2 separate regions of the Capra hircus genome follow, and region 1 is linked to region 2. A link is a contact called in public Hi-C data. All regions are on one chromosome and are shown on one strand. The core of a region is the stretch at or near the end of the contact, and the rest is flanking DNA. Distances in the headings are between cores, read along the strand shown. Region 1 has its middle 26 kb from the start of XCR1. Region 2 holds the start of CCR5 (C-C chemokine receptor type 5).

What was found. Hi-C and Micro-C count contacts between places; a contact is called where the count stands out from the background.
Region 1: a contact with region 2 is called in a Hi-C map of blood, with 6 times the contacts expected there. The contact joins the enhancer-like site here to the promoter of CCR5 in region 2. A contact is called at or near these places in 3 of 5 Hi-C or Micro-C datasets (all in blood).

The regions. Positions count from the first base shown.
Region 1 is chr22:53,300,001-53,305,245 of ARS1.2, reverse strand. No RefSeq gene overlaps it. Among named protein-coding and RNA genes, the nearest start is that of XCR1, 26 kb to the left of the region's middle. Within about 2 kb of position 3,940, at least 1 of the 5 cell types and tissues checked has an H3K27ac peak or open chromatin away from gene starts, as enhancers often do.
Region 2 is chr22:53,049,239-53,054,593 of ARS1.2, reverse strand. CCR5 (C-C chemokine receptor type 5) reads left to right here and starts at 2,362. Exons shown (of 2, transcript XM_005696038.2): 1 at 2,362-2,474; 2 at 4,206-5,355. The coding sequence starts at 4,217. The coding sequence ends at 5,275.

The sequences.
Region 1 (5,245 bases), core at 2,691-5,190, 250 kb before region 2:
AGAACTGCTGAATCATGGGGCTGTAAGAGAACCCGTGCGCTGAGGATCAGCAGTCACAAGATGAGGGCTCTCTTCCCAGCTCTCCCATAGCTCTAGCTGTGCAGTTGTGGGCAGTCACTCTGTGTGTCTGAGGCTCAGTTTCTCACTTGTGTAATGGGTATATTAATTATCTGTCACTCTTAAAAACTCCGTCAGAACGTAGTGGGTCACACAGTAAGTATTATCTGTCTGTGGTTCGAATATCTGTGAGCGACTCACCGACTCACTGAGGTAGTTTTGGCTCGTAGTGTTGCATGGAATGAGGTCAAGATGTCCTTTGGGGCTGCAGCCATCTGAAGGCTTGACTGGGGCTGGGGGCTCTGCTTTCCAAGACAGCTTTGTTCACATGGCTGCTGGACAGAGGCCCTGGTTCCTGGACACAGGTGTCCTCCATGGAGATGCTTGAGTATCCTCCTGGCATGGTAGCTGGCTTCCCCCACAGTGAGCAATCTAAGAGAGCAAGACAGAAGCCACAGTATCTTTATGCCCAAGTTTCTGCAGTCACGCACTGTCGTTTCTGCACTATCTCATCTGCTACCCAAGTCAGGCCAGCTCAGGGATGTGAACACCAGAGGCATAAACCACTGGGGACCATTGTGACGGCTGGCCACCACCTTAGTAGTAATTAGTAGTATCTGCCATGCCCATCTCACGGAGCCATCGCGCAGTTTTGTTTGCATACCCACTGCAAGAAAAACCATTAACCAGAGGATGCATCTGGTAGGAGCTGAGACAGCAAGCAGCAGCTAAAAACAGCCGTGAAGAGGGTTGCTGGGGACTGGACTCCGAGGCCGTCACAGGGAACCCTATGACAAGTACAGGAGCGCCAGCGTAGGAACGTGGTGGCTCCAAGGCCTCGAGGCCTCTTCGCTGTCCCCATATGAAGGCACAGTTCGGAGACAATTAGGAACGTGCCCGGCAGTGTGCCTGTTACACATGGTGCTCACGGAAGGGAGGTTTGCTCAACCTTAAGTGTTCTTTCTGAGGAAGCAGGCGGGTCACAGTCTCAGGACTTCCAGGAGGGCTGCTGGGCCGAAATGGAGGCTGAGTTGTGCCCTACCCCTTAGTTCTGACACTCAAATGAGCTGCTTTGCTTTTTACAAACTCCAAAGGGCTGCATTAAGGTGAAAGTTCATTGCTATTATCTCCTGGTAAGATGCCCACAGATCATGTCTCCAAAGAATCTCTCCATTGCTTCCTTAAATAGCCAAAAAAAAAAAAAAAAAAAAGGAACTGAGATACGTTCAGTGTTTTGCAACTATCAGAAACAATCTCTTAAAGCTGACTCAATCCTTTCTTGTTCCTTCATGCCCACTCTTCTATAAGGTTATTCTGGTCATCTCTGCTGCCTGACCAATCTCTCTGAAACATAGGGGTGCAGACCAGCAACACTTGTTTTTCTTTTGCTCTTGATTTTCTGGGTGAGGAATTCTAGAAAGGCAGCTAGACCCTCTACTTGTATTATTTTTCATGGGGTTGCAGCATGATGTTAGCTGAGGCTTTAATCATTTGAAGGTCAGCCCAGGATGGATGCCCAAGATGGCGCACACTCATGGCTGGCAGCCAATGGTGGCTGTGGACGGGAGGCTCAGCTGGGTTGTCGACATGAGCACCTACTCTTGGCCTCGCTAGCATGGCATTTTCAGAATAGTTGAATTTCTTATATGGTGCTAGATTGCCTTGCAACTAGTGTTTGGAGAGAACCAAGTGGATTCTGCATGGCCTTTTGGGAAGTCTCTCAGTGTTACTTCTCCCATAGTCTATCAGCTATGAGCTACTATGGATACAATCAAGTCATCAGGCTGGCAGAGATGCAAGGGGATGAGAATTAGACTCGATATCCTGATGACAGAGTGGCAAGGTCCCAAGTTGGGGGGCATGAGGGATGAGAGGAATTGCTCTGGCCATCTCTAGAAAATGGAATCTTCTACAAAAGACCAGAATCATGTCCCATACCTGAAGGCTTATATACTGAGCATCTCAACACACATGAGCATCCCAACACACAGAGTCAGAGATTGTTTAGAGCTGGATAGAATCTGACACATTCTCTTGTTTCATCACTTTAACATAAGATGGAAAAAAAATGGAGCCCTCCAGAGCCAAGGTGGCTCGCCCCAGACCACACAGCTGGCTAGAGATGCCACAGCATGGGTGAGCGGGTCTGCTGCTCAGCTGTGCTGCCTCCCGCCCTTGGTGGACTCTGGGGCGTTGCAGGCATTGTTCCCCATTCCTTCTTTCTAACAGAATGATTCTGTTCAGGTACCCGCCCTGCCTGCATGGCTTATCCGCCCTGTGTTTGCTCTGCCCCTACCCAAAGCCAGCATGACAGGGACCACTTCTCCGCCTGCAGCCTGAGCGAGGCAGAGGCAAGATGGTCACCAGCAAAGGGACTCGGAGCCACTGCCTTGTGCCGCCGAACTTCCCATGAGTCAACAGCCTCCTTGTTGTTTCGCTACTTTCAGTTCAGTTTCTGCTTACTTCTAGCTGAATGTATCCTATTTAAAATATTATTTCTGTTTCCGAGATTAATTCTAACATTAAGAAGTGGCATTTAAGGAGAGCTCGCTGGCCACTCAGGCCTCATCTTCAGGTGTGACCAGGTGCCCCCCACCTGTACCTGCCTTCAGTAACTGGGGTTTTTCTCTCTCTCTGCATGCAGTTTCTACCTCACAGTGGTGCAGTCCCTCCAGAACCTCTCTTATTACTCCTGTCTTTCTCAGTTTCTGCTCAGGGCTCTTTCAAAATTTCACTCCAGTGACCACAGCCTTATAAGCTACTGTTGTCCCAGGCGCCCTCCTACCTGCTGCCCATCTTCCTGGATTTGGGAAGACCACTGCTCTCGGGGTTCTCTTTGTTGTTTTCTGAGTTCTACCCCTCTCGGCGCCTGGCTGGCTGGACCCCAATGTCAGACGCTCTCTTGGTTTAGGTCTGCATTTTGCATGGTTTTGTACCGGATTCCAGACACCCGGCCCCACCTGCTGGACTGGACCTCCTCCCTGCCGCTGCACTGGACAGGTGAAACCGACTCCTCCCATAATTCCCTTTGGGTCTTCAGGAGGCAGGAGGGGTGCTTGGTTTGAGAGCTACAAGGTCCTACGTTTGCATCTGCAATGCTGACACCTTTGGAGAACAAAGCTAGTTCATGCTTTTCAGTGGGCAAGGCACGTTTGTATGCCATTCATGTTTTATTGTATTTCTTCCCTGCTGATAAAGCCAAACAAGTCGTCACTGCCTCTAGTGACTTTTTGAATGAAGTAACAGGTGTATAAATAAACATACCGAAAATCCATTTATAGTAGTTCCCCCTAAGGTTTGTTCATCTTTGCCTGAAGTCTTCATTTTCATTCTCACCACCTCTTTGTGGCCCCAAATGATTGCACTTGAATGTACTACCTCCTTGCTCAGAAATGTCTGTCTTCAGGGCCTAATTCATTCTGAAACTTGCTCTTACGGTAACCTGATGGAGTGAGGGTACAGGGAGTAGGTGATTTTCAACTCCCTTAACTCTTGGTGGCTGCTATTATTAACCAAAAGGACCTGTACGATTATACATGATGAAATTGATTTTGGTCAGTTGTAACCCCAGGGATAGGAGCTGCATTAATGAGCAGTGGAGAACTGACTGAAGATTTCAGCTGAGGGACTTTCGTGGTGGTCCAGTGGTTGCGACTCTACATGTTCACTGCAGCGGTGCAGGTTTGATCCTTGGGTCAGGGAACTAGGATTCTGCATGAAGCACGGCATGCTTGGAAAAAAAAAAAAAAAAAAAAGATTTCAGCTGGGCAGAGTGCACTAGGCAAAGTTAATCTCACACGCACATACCCAGCAAGCCCCTCGAACTTCCTCTGGGCCGTGGTGGCATCTCTCTTTTCCCCGGGCCGCCTGCCCCAGCGCCCAGTCCCACTCCTCCCTCCTCTTTTATGCTCCGTAAGAATCTCCTCCCTTCTGCAAAAAAGTGGATACCAGCTCCAAGGCCAGGCTGGAAGGTCCCTTTCTACCCTTGAAAAGTGGACTTTTCAAAGACTTTTCTCCTTCACAAAGTTTTCATGCCAGCAGCTACAAAGATGAAACGTTTCCTCTGGAGTCCTTGCAATTACCTTGAAAGTGCTGATCAGTGAAAAGAAGGGGTGATGATTCAAAGTTGCTGATGGAGAGAGAGGCACCACAAGTTCTAATCTTGTTGCATTTCCTTGTAGCGGTTCTGGAGGTGTTGCTGGGATGGACTGACAGCTGTGAGGCTTGGCCAAGTTCTCCGCCTCTGTAGCCTCCTTCTTTCCACAGCCGACATCACCTTCAGCTCCCTTCTAGCGCATCTCTAAGGAGGCTGGAGCCTAGATCCCGGGCCTCACACCCATGGAGGCCCCTTGTGGCCTCTGGCTCCAGGCCTACTCCAGTTCTGGGACCAGATCTTTGCCTCACTTCTGGGGTCTCGCTCCCACAGGGAAGCCTGCTCATTCTCCAGTCTCTTTGTGAATGAGCCCCCCATAATTATGGGCCCACCATAATGGGATTAGTGCACTTTTCACAAGAGGAAGAGACACCAGAGTTCATACTCTCTCTCCCCACTTGCACTCACACTAAAGAAGAGATCGTGTGAGGATACAGAGAGATGGTGGCCGTCTGCTAGCCAAGAAGTGGGAGCTAAGCACGCCAGTGCTCTGGTCTTGGACTTACCAACCTCCAGAGCTACGAGGAATAGATGCCTGCTCTTTAAACCTCCCTGTCTATGGGGTTTTGTTACAGCAGCCTGAGTCAATGAAGATGTAGGTGGAGAGAGAAGCCCTGGCGACAGCTGACTCTCTAAATCCAGTGGAACTTGGTCCAGCTCTACCCAAATGCACACTCGGTGCGCTTTGCTTGCACAGCCTACAGTGGCCTTTTTTGGCTCAAGCAGGTTTGAGTTAGGTTTCTGATGGACTTATCCATCAGTGGTCAGTAGTTGCTCTACAGGACCACCTGTACTTCTGGCGCTTGCTGGTAAGGACCATAATCACCCACTCTGTCCTCCTGATGCTGCCCAATCCTAACTTGAGGACCATCTAGACCAGAATGGAGACCCTCATTATCACAGCACAGTTGGCTTATGGCCAGGGTGTCTGGCAGATGCCCATTCTTAGGGTTAGCAGGATTTCTGCCCCTCTGAGCTTACCCTTTTCATACTGGTCATGGGGTTCTCTTGGAAGAAAAGCCACGACCAACCTAT
Region 2 (5,355 bases), core at 1,113-3,612:
CACACACAGAAACATTATGTTTGTCCTGCAGCATCTAAGAGTTCTACCCAGTGTATTACCAGTGAACACACAAGGGTCTCTTCAATGAGACAAAATTATATTCCGTTTCCTGTGAAATTTTGTATTATTCGCTACCCATTTTGTAAATGCTTTCTCAAGCATACTTTGTATGACACCACTTAACCAGCCCACAAAAGGCTCTACTCTTGTTCCGTCGTTTGATCTTGACCACAGATCTGTCAAGCACATTTGTGATTGGGGGTTTTTTGCCCCCATTTTACAGATAAGAAAACTAAGATCTGGAGAGTTTCAGTAACTTGTACAAATCAAGTGGTAAAGAGTCAAGCTGAGGACTAAGCCCAGCCTGGAGATGGCAATGGCACCCCACTCCAGTACTCTTGCCTGGAAAATCCCATGGATGGAGGAGCCCGGTAGGCTGGAGTCCATGGGGTCGCTAAGAGTTGGATACGACTGAGCGACTTCACTTTCACTTTTCACTTTCATGCATTGGAGAAGGAAATGGCAACCCACTCCAGTGTTCTTGCCTGGAGAATCTCAGGGACGAGGGAGCCTGATGGGCTGCTGTCTATGGGGTCGCACAGAGTCGGACACGACTGAAGTGACTTAGCAGCAAGCCCAGCCTGGTGACTGGAGTCCAGTTCTCAACTGCTGTCTCTTGAATCCACATACAGCATGAACTTGAACATTTTTTTCATGATTCATTGCCCTGGTTGTGATTGCCAGTTGCTGATTCTTTCTGCCTTATTCTAGCTTTCCCCAGCAGTCATATCCCCCTACTTTGTAGCACCAGTCATTAGCTTCTCCCTTTCAGCTTCTGCTTTGCTGACAAGGACCCCAGGAAACCCATTTTATTAGAATTTTATATAATAAATCTCTCTTAAGAAAGAATCACTGAATGAGTACAAGTCTGATTTTTTTTTTTGAGCGTATATTATACGCTACATTCTCAACTTGGATGTCTCAAGCAATCCTCCCAACAATCCCAAGGAGCAACTACCATTATCCAGCCCATTCCACAAATGAGAAAGCTGAGGGTAGGGCCAGGCTTTGAGTTCAGGCAATTGACTGCAGAGCCCACTTCAGCAGGTTTGGGGTCTTCTCAGATCGCAGTCCGCGCTGGCGTGTTTCTTAGCCTGTGACGGAGGAAACAAAAGCATGCAGAGGGCCCTCCTGTGGCTCGGGGCTGGCTCTCAGTTCTGTTCTATGTTCTCGGTTCTGCTGTCAACAATTGAGGTTTTTAGATAAGTAACCAACCACCAAGGAAGCCTGGGGTGACTGCAGATATTGAAACAGAATCCTGAACTTGACCCTTTTCTTGTGCCATTTGCTGCCTGTTTCATGTTGAAAAATTCTCAAGAGAAATTCCAGATAGACTGTATCCTTGGAGTGTGGGACTCTGCTACCTATGTCCCTGGCACAGTGCAACTACCCACAAACACGGGCTGCCTTGGAGGGCTGCAAAACGGTGAACAAGGAGGCTAACATTTTATAACGACGTGGCCTCAAGGTACTTGATCTGGAGAAAGATGGGCAATACGTTCAGCTCACAGGTGAACGTACAGTAAAAACCCTTAAGCAGCCAGCTATTTTAGTTTGCAGAGGAAAACAGTATTGGGTGATGAGTGTATGTGTGTGAGTTGTGGGAGGAAAGAAGGGGTAGTGAGGGAGTGAACAAAGCGGGGGGGCGTGCATGCTCAGTCCCTCAGTTGTGTCAGATTTCTTGCAAACCCATGGACTGTATGCAGCCCACCAGGCTCCTCCATCCATTTTTCTAGGCAAGAATACTTAAGTGGTTTGCCATTTCCTCCTCCAGGCGATCTTTCCATCCCAGGGATCAAACACACATCTCCTGTGTCAGCAAGTAGGTTCTTCACCACTGAGCCAGCTGGGAAGCCCAGGTTTAGGGGGATAACAGGGTTAATGTGAGAGGTTCCCTCCACTTTAAAGTCAGTTTCAGCTGGCTTCCACAAATACCAAGTGGGTCAGAATCTCTCACCCTCTGAGCCTCCCCATTGATAAGCCCTGCAGTCTAGTACAAATCATTTGTCTCTTGGACAGAACTTTCTTTCAGTAAAACATAGCCCTTTGACTAGATGCTCATGAATGTTCTTCTAGTTCTAATATCCTTTAATTCCTTCTTTTTTCTAACCATTTGGGTAGTTGGGTGAACTAAGAAGCAAAAAGAAATTGCGTAGTCAGGGAAACCCATGAATAAAGTTTCAGATCAGACATCTATTTTCTGTCTATTTTAAGCTCAATTTAAGAAAAAAAAAAAAAAAAAGGACTGGTCTTTGATGATTTTTTGCATGGCCAGATACTTAAGTCAGTAAAACTCCGCCCCCAACTCAGAAGAAACTGCATTTCCTACTTTTATGCTGTCTATATGTTTGACTTGCACAGCTCAGCTGGTCAGAGGAGTTGAGACATCCGTTCCCCTACGAGAATCTCTCTCGGTAAGTTCTCTCTCAGCTAACTTTGCCTATTTCTTAGCGCAGCTTGAGTGATGAGTAAAAGCCTTTACAGGAAACCATAGAAAACATCAGAAATACACCAGGCGTTCACTGAACTATCTTAAACTATAATCTTTAAGTAAGGAAAAAGTTAAGAGTTTAGAATCAGTTTCAGACTGTGATAACATCAAAGATACAAAACAGGATTATGAATGGAAGACTATAAAAAGCCCTCACCTTTCAAAAGAAAGATATTTTCGGAGAATAATTACTGGCCAAAACTTTGACAGACATGATCTTTTGGTTAGGAGAAATAAAACCTCCTCAGCAGGATGCCCTCTGAACATGTGCCCAACCACAAGCTGTGTCTAAGTCTCCTTTTATTTCTGCCAAGGAAAGAAGGAAGCCTGAAAATTGGCCAAATTAATAACAAGTTATAAATATCAAATCAACTTTCATAGCAAATCTAGTTGATTCTTTTTCTGGCTCAGAATTTAAAGGAGAGATTTTTCTGTGAGCTTTTCCCAGCTGCTTAATCTGAGGTACTGGGAGCTTGAGTCTCACAGGGACTAATTAGAGAAAATTCTCAGTCAAGCGGTGGGACCTAAATAGACCAGGCAAGTTAGTGGGTTGCGAAGGAACAAAGCTAATACAGGATGTATGCTAGGAGATGAAACACTGTCCACTTGACCACTTCTTATGTATTAGGGGAGGGGGTCCTTAATCATAGCAGCTCAGAAACTACAAACACAAACTTCAGAGAAAATGTGAGAATGGGAATCGGGACTTGACAACTGGCTGCTGGCTCCTATGACCTTCTCCAGGGACTCGGGCATCAGTCTGTCTCATTTTGACTACATCAAGGCTCCAGGCTGACAATCCTGCTTGTAGTTCTCTCACCAAGGAGTGAAAGACAGGGACCACAGCAGATAAGTTACAGTCAGCACTGCCTGCCTTCAAAATTAGTTGCTTACTCCCTGTGGGTCTTTGGGGAAGTTACTCATCTTCTCTGTGCTCTGAGGTTCTTATTTGCAAAACGGGGACAATAAACCTGACCTGCCTCACTGAGTCACCTTGAGGATTAACTGAATGAATGAAGTGAAGCTTAGAACAGTGCTTAGCAAGCAAAGTGCCCTAGAGAACTGTTCATTATCACCAGCAAGCCCCTAATGATGCTATGTGTAAGCTAACTCCAGGGAATGACAGTAAGAACAGACACGGTTGGACAGTTCCTGACCCAGTTTCTGGACATTGTTATCACAGCTTCATTCACTGCACGTGGCTACACAACATCCAATTTTATTTGGTGAGATGATTGATGCTCTCCGTCTAGTAAACAGAGTGTTAGTCGCTCAGGCGTGTCTGACTCTTATGACCCCATGGATTGTAGCCCACCAGGCTCCACTGACCATGGAATTCTCCAGGCAAGAATACTGGAGTGGGTTGCCATTTCCTTCTCCAGGGGATCTTCCCAACCCAGGGATCGAATCCAGGTCTCCTGCATTGCAGGCAGATTCTTTACCATCTGAGCCACCACGGAAACCCAAAGCAGAGAAGCTAGCAGCAAACTAATATAAAAAGTTCACTGTTTGACAAAAAAAAGGACTTCAGTTAAATGTAGAAATCTACGTATCAATTTTTAAAACCTACTTAAGTATATAAAACGGTTTGCATTCATGATGGACTGCTAAGGACATTCTAGGACTTTATAAAACACCTTTTCTTTATTTACAGAGTCAAGCAAAATGGATTATCAAACATCAACTCCCCTCTATGACATTGATTATGGGATGTCAGAGCCATGCCAAAAAATCAACGTGAGGCAAATTGCAGGCCAGCTCTTGCCCCCACTCTACTCGCTGGTGTTCATCTTTGGTTTTGTGGGCAACTTGCTGGTTGTCCTCATCCTGATAAACTGCAAAAAGCTGAAGAGCATGACTGACATCTATCTGCTCAACTTGGCCATCTCTGACCTACTTTTCATCATCACTATCCCATTCTGGGCTCACTACGCTGCAGACCAGTGGGTATTTGGAAATACAATGTGCCAGTTATTCACAGGGTTCTATTTCATTGGTTATTTTGGTGGAATCTTCTTCATCATCCTCTTGACAATCGATAGGTACCTGGCTATCGTTCATGCTGTGTTTGCTTTAAAAGCCAGAACAGTCACCTTTGGGGCAGTGACAAGTGGGGTCACGTGGGTGGTGGCTATGTTTGCCTCTCTCCCAGGAATTATCTTTACCAAATCCCAAAAGGAAGGCTCTCGTCATACGTGCAGCCCACATTTCCCATCCAATCAGTATCATTTCTGGAAGAGTTTCCAAACTTTAAAGATAGTCATCTTGGGGCTGGTGCTGCCTCTGCTTGTCATGATCGTCTGCTACTCGGGAATCATAAAAACCCTGCTCCAGTGTCGCAGCGAGAAGAAGAAGCACAAGGCTGTGAGGCTCATCTTCGTGATCATGATTGTCTACTTTCTCTTCTGGGCTCCCTACAACATCGTCCTCCTCCTGAGCACCTTCCAGGAATTCTTCGGCTTGAATAACTGCAGTGACTCTAACAGGCTGGACCAAGCCATGCAGGTGACAGAGACCCTGGGGATGACGCACTGCTGCATCAACCCCATCATCTATGCCTTCGTGGGGGAGAAGTTCCGAAACTATCTCCTACGGTTCTTCCGAAAGTACATCGCCAGCCGCTTCTGCAAAGGCTGTCCAGTCTTCCAGGGAGAGGCTCCAGAGCGAGTGAGCTCCGTTTACACACGATCCACGGGAGAACAGGAAGTCTCTGTTGGCTTGTGATCTGACTCAGTTCATATATGCAAACTGTGGGGGAGCAGTTCAAGAGGAAATTACTGTCAACAAGGGTTTAAGATTCATCC